Linked DNA regions of Mus musculus: region 1 is linked to region 2. Evidence: chromatin contacts called from public Hi-C data. All regions are on one chromosome and are shown on one strand. Each heading gives the region's core, a stretch centred on a gene start, on an enhancer-like site or on the middle of the called end of the contact. The rest is flanking DNA. Distances are from core to core; before and after follow the strand shown.

Region 1 (6,587 bases), core at 704-3,203, 92 kb before region 2:
TCATATTGCGTTCTGTCTGCCCCTGTTCGGGCACCAATTATGTTATGTAATGCTATTCCTAGGGGAGATATGAACAAATGTCTAACCATCCCAGATAAAGAACCAATGACAGAAGTATGGATACCACCAAAGTCCAACTTGGTGAACTAATGAGTTTTACTGGTGTTACAGGATAAGAGTGAGGGGTTACGTACAGGAGCAGAAATGACTGAAAGACAGCTGCATTATTAAAGCTCATGACAGTATGGGTGACAGCTCCTAAGAGTTAGAAACCCTGGAACACACTGCACGGCCTGCAGGCAGCTCAGGCAGGAGAGTGTCCTTTCCTGGGTAGTTGGCCAGAGAGTCTTCCTGGTACCTTGACTGGTCTCTGTCTCTTTCAGGTAGCTCAGTTGACCTGAGAGTGTCTCCCACCAGTCCTTCCTTACTGCTCACATATATTTATGGGGTCGGGGGGCTAGAGTATCTGGTCAGTTTGAAGATTTTTTCTGAAGCCTTTGAGTTGTTTACTTCAGGAGTTGAAAAGATTTCCCTGCAGGATGAAATATTTTACCTCCTCTGGGAGCATCCAATGTCACTAGACTTGGTGGCAAATGACTTTAATCTTACTCAGAACTTGGGAGGTAGAGGCAGGCATATCTTTGAGTTAGAAGCCAGCCTAGTCTGCAGAGTGAGTTCCAGGAGTAGAGCCAGGAGTACAGAGAGAAACCCTGTCTTGAAAAAAATATTCTATGTCTCAACAAACATGCATCCAAGATGGCATATGTTTCAGAGACATGACTCAGGGCTAAGAGTTTGTTTTGATCTTGCAGGGGACCAGTGTTCAATTCCTAACACCCATGTCAGACATAGGTAAAACTGGTATTGGGTTAGTGACACCTTTACCTGGTGATGTCTTGAACTGCAGCATTTTCTAGTTGGAGGGTTTTAACTTAACCACCTGGTTAATGCTCATTTGTGTTTATCTGTAGAGGCAAAAATTTGATGTGTAGCTCTAGCTGTTTTGAGACCTGTTGTATACCTCAAACTAGAGTTCTCTGTACTCTAGAGTTCTCTTAGCTCAATTTCTGAGTCAATGCAGGGACTCCAGACAAGTAATGCCAGACCCTGCTGTTCATTCTTGCTTTTAAAGACCAAATTCTACCCCCAACCCCATGCCCACACCCTGACCCCATCCCAAGCGGGTTTTTTCTTCTTCCCCTTTCTATTTACTTGATTATGAAGAAGCATATTAGCCATGGTCCCAGCAGGAAGCTAACTTTACTTTAACTCATCCCAAAGAAGGGACATTAGGAACAAAAGGTAGTAAGGATGCTGAGGCTAGCAACTGAGGCCAGCCATTACCATATTGAGAGCAAAAAGGACAAAGGAGGCAGCAGAATACTGAGCCCAGTGAGTACAGAAAAGCCAGAGAAGGGTCTGTGGCTGGGGCAGATGCAGCCAAGTCAGAGGCTTAACCCATGTTAGAGGGGAACAGAGGGGGAGAAGCCAGTGTAATCTCTCTTCTCTCCCTCCCATCCCCTGCCATATCTCCACATCAGTGCTGTTGTGGAGGGAAGCCAGTTATCAAAGGAACTTGGGGACATCCAACCCACCCCACCGTCCCCTCCTGAGCAATCCTGGTAAGGGCTGAAGACCAAATGTGGGGAAGAAAGGAGAGCCAATGATGCGTGATGATTATCAAAAGCTGCGATATACTCAGAGAAAAGCAAGATGGGAGAAAAGTCTACACATGCTCTGTTACACAGTGACTGAGACAGAAAGCCAAAGCCACCCCGTGAGAAAATGTTATTGCCTTACTTTTGATGCCTGTCATATGTAGACATAGATAAGAACGGAAATGCAAGCATTTCCAGTTATAAATAAGATTGTTTCATACAGCATGTTTCATGCTTTAGAGTTATTTCTGGCTCGCTGACTCAATGATGAGACTGACTGCCCCTGGAGGGAGAGAGAAAATCAACAACAGCAACAACTATAAACCGGAGCAAAATAGCCAGGTCTGAAACTGACGGGGCTGAGGGAGTAAGCAATTGTTGGCAGGTGTGAGTGGGGCAGTTTCAAGCTATGTCTCAGCCCTGTCACAGATGTCTGTGAGGATTTGCATAAAAAATTCAAATGCCGTAGATTTATTTCATGGATGCTAAGAAATTCGCGGTATCTTCAGTCATACATTCTAGCTGACACTTAAAATGTTCCTGGAAGGACAATTCATTCCTAGCACTGGACTTGTTCGTTGATAGAAAGGCCTTAGTACAGGGTTTCACCCAGAGTTCCACTCCCCAAGCTATAGCAGACATCCTCGCACTCCATCCTACAACTAAGTGTTGTGTCTCATTTCAGGCTGTGCCTTCTTCTGCCAATAATTAATTCATAGGGTTCAGAGGACTGGGAAACTTTATTGTAAGATGTTGGGCATGAACACATTTGGCTAAGAAGACATACTATTCCCATAAATCCCTAAGAGCTCTGTCTTCCTCGGCCACCATATTCATTAACACCATCCAGTCTTCACCCCTGGGTGACCCTTTTAGCTTCTAGTTAATCACTTCAGTGTTCACATTACTTATTCATCAGGTATCACAGAAAAATCTCAAGGGAGTACAGATATGCAAGTGTGGCCCGCCATTTTAATGTTTAATGGCTAAATATATATAGATATACTGAATATAAATAAATGTTTCTGGAGGCAAACATGGGTGAAGGATAAGAGAACTAATAATTTGTCTCTTTTTAGAACATAAAAGGGGTAGGGTGTTAGGATTCAGTAAGGTGCTTTTTGGTCAAGCAAGAGGACCTGAGTTCAATCCCCAGCATCAATTAAAAAACCAAAACAAAACAAAAGCCAGGCATGGTGGCAGTGGTGGTTAGTTTTAATTGCCAATTTGACACCATATAGAATCACCTGGGAAGGGAGGCTTAATGAAGTACTATCTATAGCATGTTGGCCTGTGGGCATGTCTATGGGGGATTACAAAGTAGGAATACCCACCCAATGCAGGTGATGCCATTCCCTAGGCAAGGGGATTCTGGACCGTATGGGACTGGAGGAGGCCAGTTGGACACTAGCATGCATGCCGCAATTCATTGTTCTCTGCTGTTGATGTGAATATAATGTGCCTTGACTTACTTGCAACAGTGGACAGTAGCCAGGAATTGTGAGTCAGATTAGGCCTTCTCTCCTAAGATGCTTTTATCAGGGTATTTTATCACAGCAGCAAGAAACAGAGATAAGATAGAGGCGCACACTTGTAATGCCAGCTCAGTGGTAGCTGAGACAAACAGATCCTTAGAGTTAGCTGCTCATGTAGCCTCATCAAGACAGTGAGCTCCAGGTCCCAGTGAGAGACTGTGTTTCAAAAACTGAGGTAGATAGCTATTGAGGAACAACACCTAAGGTTGATCCTTGGCCTCTATATGTACAGTCATGCACACACACCCTACCTGTGTACCTGTGCCACACAAAATTGTATGCATACATATACTGCCTCCCCAAACACACACAAAAACATAGAATAAAATACATAATAAAAAACTATGCTCTCCTGATAGTCTTTTTTTTTTTTTATTCTTGTCATATAATACATCCAGACCACACCCTCCCTTCCCTCCTCTCCATTCAGTATCCCTCTTACCTCCCCTCTCCTCCAGATCCACTGTTCTTCTGTTTCCCTTCAGAGAAAAAGCAGGCCTTCCAGGGATATCAACCAAACATGGAGTAAGAATGTACAATAAGACTAGGCACAAGCACTCATATCAAGGCTGGATGAGGCAAGCCAGTAGGGGGAAAAGGGTCCCAAGAGCAGGCAAAAGAGTCAGAGATGCCCCACTCCCCCTGTTAGGGGTCTCACAGGAACACCAAGCTAACAACTATAACATATATGCAGAGGACCTAGCTCAGACAAGACCTGTGCAGGCTCTGTGAACAGCTATGAACCTGGCTTAGTTGATTCTGAGGATCCTGTCTACCTGGTGTCTTCAGCCCCTCTGGCTCCTAAGATCCTTCTACTCCCCTCTCCCAACTTTACTTCATCTTTATTTGGTGTTATGGATGGATGTCAGCGTTAGGGAGGATCCACACCCACATCCTGCCTCTACCTCCCACCCCTACCTGGCACCCCCACCTCCCACCCCTAGATGAAGAGCTATTGGAAGATGATGATGGTGGGGGGAGTCATCATTCTTTGGGATTGTGGTCACTTGTAAAGTTATTCATGTTTCATGGGATGGCCCCACGCCCATGCACATATAAGCAGCACTAACTGAATACAGCGGGACATTGAAAAACAAAGAGGCAAGCATCTTTCTGTGTTTCTAAGTGTTCCAGATAGGTTGCTTCCCATGTGCTCAGCCGCACAGTGGATGGAAGAAAGAGTGGCATGATGGTATGCATGCAAAATGGGTGGCTTGGCTTTGCCAGCTATCAGTGGGTGCCGGAGAGCAGTACCAGGCACAAGATTACCGCACCTATCTGGACCACAAGTATCTAAGCTTTTTGGTTTTATTCACTAATAGTTTTCAGCATACATACAACCCCTCTTCTGTAGGGTTCCCCAAGCTCAGCCTAACATTTGACTATGGGTCTCTGTATCTGCTCTCCTGATAGTCTTAGTGGGTAGTATTATATTTCAGGTGAGAGAGTTTGGGGTATAAAAGTAAAATATGTGGTAATATTTTTTTTTACCAGAATATGACATATCTAAACATGATTGGTCTCATGATCTGGAAATGATCCATTTTTCTCAACAGGACATTCCTCACATTTTTCAGAGTTTTCCCATGATAGAACTGTATTCTCCAGCCCGCCAAGGTGGTTCTAGGCAACACTGATAGCATACAGGGTCTACATGCATATAGGTAATTATTTTGTGGCATGGATAAGATTTATATAGATGGAGTAAGGAAAAGGTCTCAAACACAAAAGCCTGCTGGGAACTGGGACTCACAGAAGACAGGAACGTGGTATTAAGAGAAATTTCTCTGTGTCTGAAGGGGGCACCCTTTACTCAACTCCACTCTTTAGATTAAAAAAAAACAATTTGTAGAAGTTGGCAACTAATTAAAAACGTTTTAAAACAGCGCGTGGGGTGAACATATGTTTTGAGGGTGTATTTGGCCCAAGGGCTGTTGGTTTGGGTCTCTCTGTAAAGGATTCGTTCCCAAACCTGGCGGCAGATCAGAATCAGCTGTGGAGCTGAGGAAACACAGATGTCTGGTCCCCTCCAGACATGCTGAGCAGAGTCTCCTAGGGGGTGCTGATGCACAACCAGGTGGGAGACTCAGGAGAGCTAGGAACGGCTGATGAGCGGCAGCCATCATGGATGACTCTGAAACTCAGTTGGCAGAGCAGATGTCAAAGGAAAATCAAAACAGTCCAGGCTGGTGGGCGTGTCTTCAACCAACTCTCACCCATCGTCCTTTTGTCCAGTCATCTTGCCCAGTCTTACCTTGAGCTCATGGTCCTCTTGCCTCCACCTTCCGAGAGCTGGGATTCTTCCAGTATACACATCACCATGCCTAGATTCTTTTCTCTCTTCTGTGTTTTCTATTATGGTGACTATTTGCCACTTGTGGATACTTAAATTTAGAAAAGGCCTGATGATGTGTTTCTGTGCTGCAGGACTTGCCCAGTGTATATGAAGCCCTGACTTTAATTCCCGGCATCAAGGAATAATTATTTTCATAGCTGAGGTAGCCATACTTCAAGTGCTAATCACCACGTATGAGTAGAAGCTACTGAACTGGCCAGCAAGGGTATAAAGCTCCAACACTAAATAAAGCCAGACCTGCTGGACAGCCCAAGTATAGAGAGAGCATGGGAAGGTCAAGAGCGCTTCCAAGATCTTTTAAGCCATTCATGTGGACTCTGCTATTTACAGGGAGTAGCAATAATTAATACAGGATATAACATTTCAAAATTGGCCACATGGGCTTATGCCCACTAAGAGAGATGCTTACTTGAATGCAAATTAATTAGTAGGTAGAGAGATTTTTTTTTTAATGAAAAGGTATTTGTGCAATCATTGGACCAATGTTGATCTAGTACTTTCTAAATGCCAGGCTCTCTCTCTTGGTGTTTTAAATTATTCAAGTAAAGTTTAAAAAAAAGTCGTCTTGGGTAGCTTCCAAGAGTTATCTTCCCAGGTATGTCGAAATGTTTTAGTTTCCAGGTCTCCATTTTCTCTTTTAATTATATGGAATTTTACTTAAATATAATAGCCGTCACCAGGTTATGACATGCTATTCAGTATCTGTAATGGAGCTCAGTCGTTAAAAGGGAAGGAAAGGGATAACTCGGTGGTTAATAGCTGAGTATACTCTCTTCCCAGAGTATGCTTTGCCTTGACTCTTATCACAACCATGTCCAGGTGTGGAGCCTGACTCTCCCTAGCTCTGTCTGACCGATCCAACCAAACAGCATCTACATGGTAGTCTACCCCAGTCCATGAATACTTCTTACTCTTGCCTGTCTGCTTTCATTGGGTCAAAGGCTCCAGAAAGACAGAAAGGAACCCAGCAATCAAGCCTTGTGGTCAAGGGTAAGCTTTTTAAAGATCTGAATCTTGAATTCATTTCCCTGGCTAGGT
Region 2 (6,575 bases), core at 1,541-4,040:
GCAAAGCCCACCCCAGCATGGGTGAAAACTCACAAAGCTGAGAACCTGGAACACTCAGCCTCGAGGCCCACTCAACAGGCTGAAGACTACCTGTTCTAAGTCACTTGGGTGGAACACTCAGCCTCGAGGCCCACTCAACAGGCTGAAGACTACCTGTTCTAAGTCACTTGGGTGGTGTAAACCTTTTGCAAACGCTGGTCTAGTCTCAGAGTCTCAGAGTCTTCTTTACAGCTTGGCACATCTGAGAGTCTTATTTGTAGCTTGGTTTGTCTGAGAGGGACTCTCGGCATTTATTGCTTACTGTGGGTGGGCGGGGCCTAGTGAATCTGGTCAGTTTCAGGGACTTCCTGAAACTATTTGAGTGCTTCACCTTCCTCTTTGAGGAACTTTCCTGTAGGATGGAATGCACCTCACTTCTTCCTCTAGCTCTAAATGTCATTACTGCCCCCAATCTACTCCAGTGAGTGAACTCTCAGCCTGTTATGGCTGTGGTGGGGAGGGGATGCTATAGATGTCCACCTATGGCTAAGGAATAGGCCACCATGCCACTGCAACAGTCACTTGTTCTCAGGAGCTGACCAGTGGTTATGATTTGAGGCTGACAACAACCATGACCTATGGTTACCAACACATACTCAGAAGGCAATGTGACAGGCACATCACGTTGGTTTAGAGAAAAAAACACGAAAGCTATTTAACCATTGATACCTATGACCTCCAAGCCAGAAGTTTTAGTTCTGGTTTACTGTACCAGACTTGAACTCCTGCTTGTGGAGCAGGCCTTAAGTCTAATCAGAAGGTTTGTTGGTATTACCCAAGATAGCTGAGCCACTATTGCCCAAGCAAGCCCGTCCTGTATTGCATGCAGGTATGCAATGTTACTAATAGTTCTCCACCAGCAGCCGTCATGGCCCCTTCCTGCCAGAGTAAGCAATGAAAGTTGAGAGTCCTTCTCAGACTAGCAACGTGGAAAAGAAGACTCTCAGACAAGCCAAGCTGCAAAGAAGATTCTGAAACCAGACCAATAACCTGGAAGAGGCAGAAGCAAGCCAAGCTGGTTGAAAGAGGTTTAGATCAACCAAGGCACCTGGAAAGGATACTCCAATGTATTGAGCTGCCTGTGGGTTGGAGTGTGCCCTAGCTTCCCAGCATTGTGAACTGTCACCCATGCTGGAGTGGGATTTTGAGCAATTTCTGCACCTGGAAATAACCCCAGTTTCCCAAGTTGGACGTTGGTGGTATTGGTACTTTTGTCTGTCGTGAGCTGCCTACCTGGAGTGAGATGTGCTGTGTCTCCCCAGGAGGAGTTTTGTCCCACAGCAAGGCCCCAAATGTAGAAGTAGTGAGACTGTCAGTGCAAATATGCCAAAGGCATGAAACGGGAGAGTACAACCGTGGGCATGTAGCTATTGGGAAAAGCATGGTATATATAGGACTCGGTACTCTCAGTGTTGAGCATTCACGGGGAATGTTGGTGGGAATTACCCATGTGTAAGCAGATACAGCTGCCACCCCAAAAGCTTGGAGAAGCACTGTGCACATTTGACCAGTCAGTTCCCTGTGACAGAAAGACCACCTCTTGACTTCTGATGAAGATGAATCTACAGCAATGGAGGAGGGACTTATTCAAGCCGGAGGGATAGCTTCGTGGGGGCAGGAGGGGATGAGATGTGAGCCAGTTCAGGAGGAATATTCCACACTGAGATGGGGGATGGGCCCGGAGGGAGGAAGAGAGCCAGGAAGTAAAGATGCTGCCGGACTTTAGATTATGATGGGGTGGAGGAGAAGGGAACAGAGGAGGGGTTGGAGCCAAGGAAGGATTTCGGAATTGAGAGGGCCTTTGACAGATGAGCAGGAGGAGCCCAGGAGTTACACAGTTGGTTTCTGTTGGTTGTCAGCGTAGAATTTGAAGGGTCTGCCCAAATGTGCCCCCGTCCTTTGTTCTCCTACTGTGTCCCTGATCCTTGTATCAGTACATGCCCATCTTCCCCATGGCTATCTCACTGTCTGCAGGAGAGATGGATTGGCTTTCTTCACACTTTAAAATAAGCACACTGAGGCAAAACTATTTGACCTGTTTAATATCCGTAGCAAAAGGTGGATGGAGGCGAGGAAGATGAAAAAGAAGGTGGCACAGTCAACTCATGCTAGTTGGCCAGGGCTAGCCTGGTTTTAGCATTGAAGTCCTCAATGCCAAGACAACCTTCAGCCTTGAGTAAAGAGGTAACCATTGATTACTCAGACCCAGTCAGGAGAAGAGGAGCCATCCTGAGGTGCTGCCAGCTGAGACTGCTCTGAGCGTGTGTCCCCATTTCCCAGGGACCGCTGTCTCACAGCACCAAGTTATACCTAGGTCACCCTGAGAGTCTACAGGTGTGTTTGTCCTTCAAGAACCACTAGCTGTCCGGGACAGAAATCCTTTGTCCTCCATGAGCCTTTTATGTACAGACTCAGTACTTGAGCACCTAGTGGATGCCACACACACACACCCCATAAATATCTATCCAGTGGTCCAAACTCTTATGTGGCCAAGTTGAAGCATAAGTTAAGTACTTTGTCCTTACCCATTCAACAGCATGCTTCTAGTGTGTGTGCACAGACACACACACACACACACACACACACACACACACACACACACAGATGTCTCTGCTCACACTCCTTGTAGCTTCACCCGATTTTATTTAGAAAATCCAATAACTTTTCTGATCTCCCAAAGCCTAAGCCCTCTAGGGTAGGAGATGAGGAGGGGTGAATCCAGTGCTCTGGGCAGCTTTGATGTCACACATTTGCATCTGGGAACGGAACTCTGGTCCTCTCGGGCTGTCGGAAACCATGGAGATGACGAGCAGATGTTTTTCTAATAATGAGAAGATGTGCAGGCGCCGACACGAGAATAGTTTCCAGTCCGAAAGTTAATTAGCAAGCTGGGGAGCCCAGATAAATAAAGCTTTCTGTTTCCCTTTCTGCAGTCTAAAATACCAGATCTGGAGGTCCCCTCCCTGCCTTTCCCTCTACCCTGAACATCAGGATTTGAGAGGAAGCTTTTAAGTGCCTAGTAATTTGTGTGAGGGGAAACTGGCTTCCCACACAGCCTGTGTTCTGGATGACACATTGGCTCTTGGACACAGAGGCCATTCTTAGCAACTTGCTGGGTGATTATCGCTACCCTCTTTCAGATCTCTTGAAGATTATAGGAGATAAGAGTACCACTAATAGAGGACTGGTGGAGAAAGATCCTGCCCCACCCCGCCCCACCCCTGCATGCATGCAGAGGCAGAAAAAGTAAATATTAAGAACAAACCAGTCAGCAGCACTGGTATTTTTTCCCATTTTACAGATGGAAAAATTAAGGTCTAGACAAGTTAAGCTCCAACAGCTGTTCTGTATGGAGATGGGTTTAAAGCTGGGTTTGTCTAACAGCAGTCTCAGGGTCTTTATCACTGAATGTATTTTACAGTTTAAGAAGAGCCAATCTTTACTTGTGTTCACAGTGTTGGGCGTGGACTCTAGGGCCCTGCCCATACTAGGCAAGCCTTCTACACTGAGTTACATTATCTGTTTACTTCCCTTATTTTAAAGGGACTAAGAACACTTCCCTGACAGGGACATCCCAGGAACCCTATTTCACATACTGACTTGAGACAGACGAGTTAGATGCTTGGGCAACTGTCTTGGTTAGGGTTACTATTGCTGTGATAAAGCACCATGACCAAAGCAAGTTGGGGAGGAAAGAGTTTATGTTGGCTCACACTTCCACATGGTAGTCCATCATTGAAGGAAGTCAGGGCAGGAACTTGGAGGCAGGAGCTGATACAGAAGCCATGGGAGGGTTTTTTTTTTGGTTTGTTTTTTTTTTTTTTTTTTTTTTTTTTTTTTTTTTTTTGGTTTGGTTTGGTTTTTTTACTGGCTTGCTTTCCATGGCTTGCTCGTCCTGCTTTCTTACAGAATCCAGGACCACCAGCTCAGTGATGGCCCCACCCACAATGGGTGGGGCCTTCCCCATCAATCACTTATTAAGAAAATGTCCTGCAGAGTTTCTTATAGCCAGATCTTATAGAGGCATTTTCACAATTGAGGTTCCCTTCTTTCTGATGACTCTACCTTGTGTAGATGTAGAGTTGACATAATATTAGCCAGCACAGCAACAAAACCCAGCCTTCCAACGTCTGGGGTCCCAGTTTGTCCCTCTCTGTGGTTCATCAGCTGTCTCCTCCCCTGTTCCTCTCAAGTTTCAGATTTTACCCTATCAATCTTTGTCTTCATTCTGAGAAATAATAGCACACATGGGTCCAGGGAGTGTTTGTCAGCAGTAGCACGTCTCTTCCAGGTTTCAGAGGAAAAAAAAAAAGCCACAAGGAATTCTCCAAGTTTATTACCACCAAAAGAAAGGCGTTTCTTCAGGAAATAAAGATCCAAAGTCCCCAGAACTGCAGAATGGGAGACACGGAACTGAGGGAGAGTATCCCCCTGGTTGGTGGTATGTTTGCCCATTCGCAGTGTCTGTTGCTAACTGTGCTTTGAAACAAGAGACATGTGTTTTTAATAGAATTGCAAGTTTTATGCCTTGTTAAAAATACCCACATGGATGCTGGCTAGGACTCTGGTGGAACAGCTATGAATTCCGTTCCCAGCCTGCTAGACAGAGAGGAAGTGGGAAGGATGGCCCGTGCCCTCCCATTTGCTTGACTGTGTACAGCCCTCGCTGTTCTCCCTGAAAATGACTGCTGGCCCCCAGCCGAGCTCCCCAGCCCACCCCTATGTGGAGCAGTGAAGGGCTCCCTCCTCTCTCAACAGGATGACGGAATATTCATTTTTCACTTCCAGACAAGCTTTTGCTGTAATTGGGGAGAGCGTCCCTTGGTCTCTGTGGAAAGCCTGAATTACAGGGTTCTTTAGAGATATGCAGCCTTTATTATGACTTAACGGAATATTTTCTAAACACTAGGAACAGGGTGGGTAAGGGCCAGACTCCAAAGTAACTGGGGATCCTCATATTCCTGGTGCAGCTCATGTCACCAAAGAGATTCATTTTTACACACACACACACACACACACACACACACACACACACACACACACACACACACTCACACTCTCTCTCTCTCTCTGTAGACTGTAGAAAAATATAAACAATGAAGCAAATTTAATTTTGCCACATATGGATGCTATCCATATCAAGCTATTACTTATTAACCTTTTTCCTATGTGTATCGGGTATGGATATATATAAATAGAATGCTTAGAAAGTTATGGCCACATTCTATAATGTGTATACTGCTTTTTCTCCAGTATATTACGTACATCTTCCCATTTCACAAAGGAGCCTTTGAAAGATGTCTTTTCAGAAACAAGATAACGAGGGGCTGGAGATGTAGCTCAGTTGGTAGAGTGCTTGCCTAGCGCGCCTGAGGGCCTGGGTTTGGTCCTCAGCACCTCATACACTGGCGTCCTGGCACACATCTGTAGTCAGGAGGATCAGAAGTTCAAGGTTGGAGTTTTTAAATCAGCTTGGCATATGTACTGGCTGGTTTTGTATGTCAAACACTTGACACAAGTATTTTGTCTGCGAGTTTTTCCTGTTATAGAAAGTATCATAATAGCCTTCTCCTTTGCTTCTAATTATGTGAAGTACTTCTTTTGCTTGAATTATAACTGCTTTCCTCTGTGTTAAAAGACAGACATGTTCTAGCAACGTAAATCACATTTCTTTTGAATACAGAAGAATTCCATTCACACTAGTTAAAAATGAACACACACACATGTTGTTTTATAAACAGAACTGAATTCAAAAGGTAAAAAGCAAGTGAGAATGGGGGAGAATGTTTGCATAGCACATCCCCTTGGACATAAATAAACCTGGATTGTAGCCTATGGATGAGGAATATGCATTGTATGTCAGTCACATCCCTTCCAGAAGTTCACTTTCTGCCCTGCAAGGAAGCATAAAAGCATACATAGCACATGGACGATGGCTACAGGCTAGGTGGCTGATGAATATGCACCAAGAGGAGACAGAAAAAGAAGCTGGTTTTAAAGACTATCTGGGATTTAGGAAGATAGAAATTTCCCAGGGGTGTGCTTAGTATATTACAAATATCAATTAAAATTTCCTTACGATAAGCCTGCTTATTTGCCATTAAAGGCAAGTGGACTCTACATACATACATACATACATACATACATACATACATACACACATACATACACATTTGATCCTAGTATTAACATGTGGAAGGAGCAAATAGGGTTGAGGGTTGTCCTATGATCTCTGTGAGGGTTCTGTGATATGCACGTGAGTGTACACACACACATAAGCACACACACACACTTTAAATCATAAAATTCTTTAAAAAATATTTTTATATTTGCTCAGTGTCGGGGGGGGGAGTATGTGCTACAACACATATGCATAGGTCAGAGGACAGTTTGTAGGACTCGGCCCTCCCCTTCTCCCATGTCAAGTTGCAGGCAGTGAACTCAGGCCATCAGGTGCCTTTTGCAGCTAAGGCAGTGGTTCTCAACCTTCCTAATGCTATGACCCTTTAATACAGTTCCTTACATTGTGGTGCCCC

What was found. A called contact is a pair of places that touch in the nucleus more often than the background predicts.
Region 1: a Hi-C map of the G1E-ER4 cell line shows a contact between it and region 2, with 2.5 times the contacts expected there. The contact joins two enhancer-like sites. A contact is called at or near these places in 2 of 39 promoter capture datasets (both in embryonic stem cells), 21 of 484 Hi-C or Micro-C datasets (the G1E-ER4 cell line, cardiomyocytes, embryonic fibroblasts and 6 more) and 1 of 9 other capture datasets (embryonic stem cells).

What each region holds. Positions count from the first base shown.
Region 1 is chr15:12,769,732-12,776,318 of GRCm38.p6, reverse strand. No RefSeq gene overlaps it. Among named protein-coding and RNA genes, the nearest start is that of Gm41274, 25 kb to the left of the region's middle. Within about 2 kb of position 1,953, at least 10 of the 459 cell types and tissues checked have an H3K27ac peak or open chromatin away from gene starts, as enhancers often do. A contact at or near this core is called in the G1E-ER4 cell line, where this site is marked.
Region 2 is chr15:12,679,041-12,685,615 of GRCm38.p6, reverse strand. All of the region lies in intron 2 of Pdzd2 (PDZ domain containing 2), which reads left to right. Among named protein-coding and RNA genes, the nearest start is that of Gm41273, 31 kb to the right of the region's middle. Within about 2 kb of position 2,790, at least 20 of the 459 cell types and tissues checked have an H3K27ac peak or open chromatin away from gene starts, as enhancers often do. A contact at or near this core is called in the G1E-ER4 cell line, where this site is marked.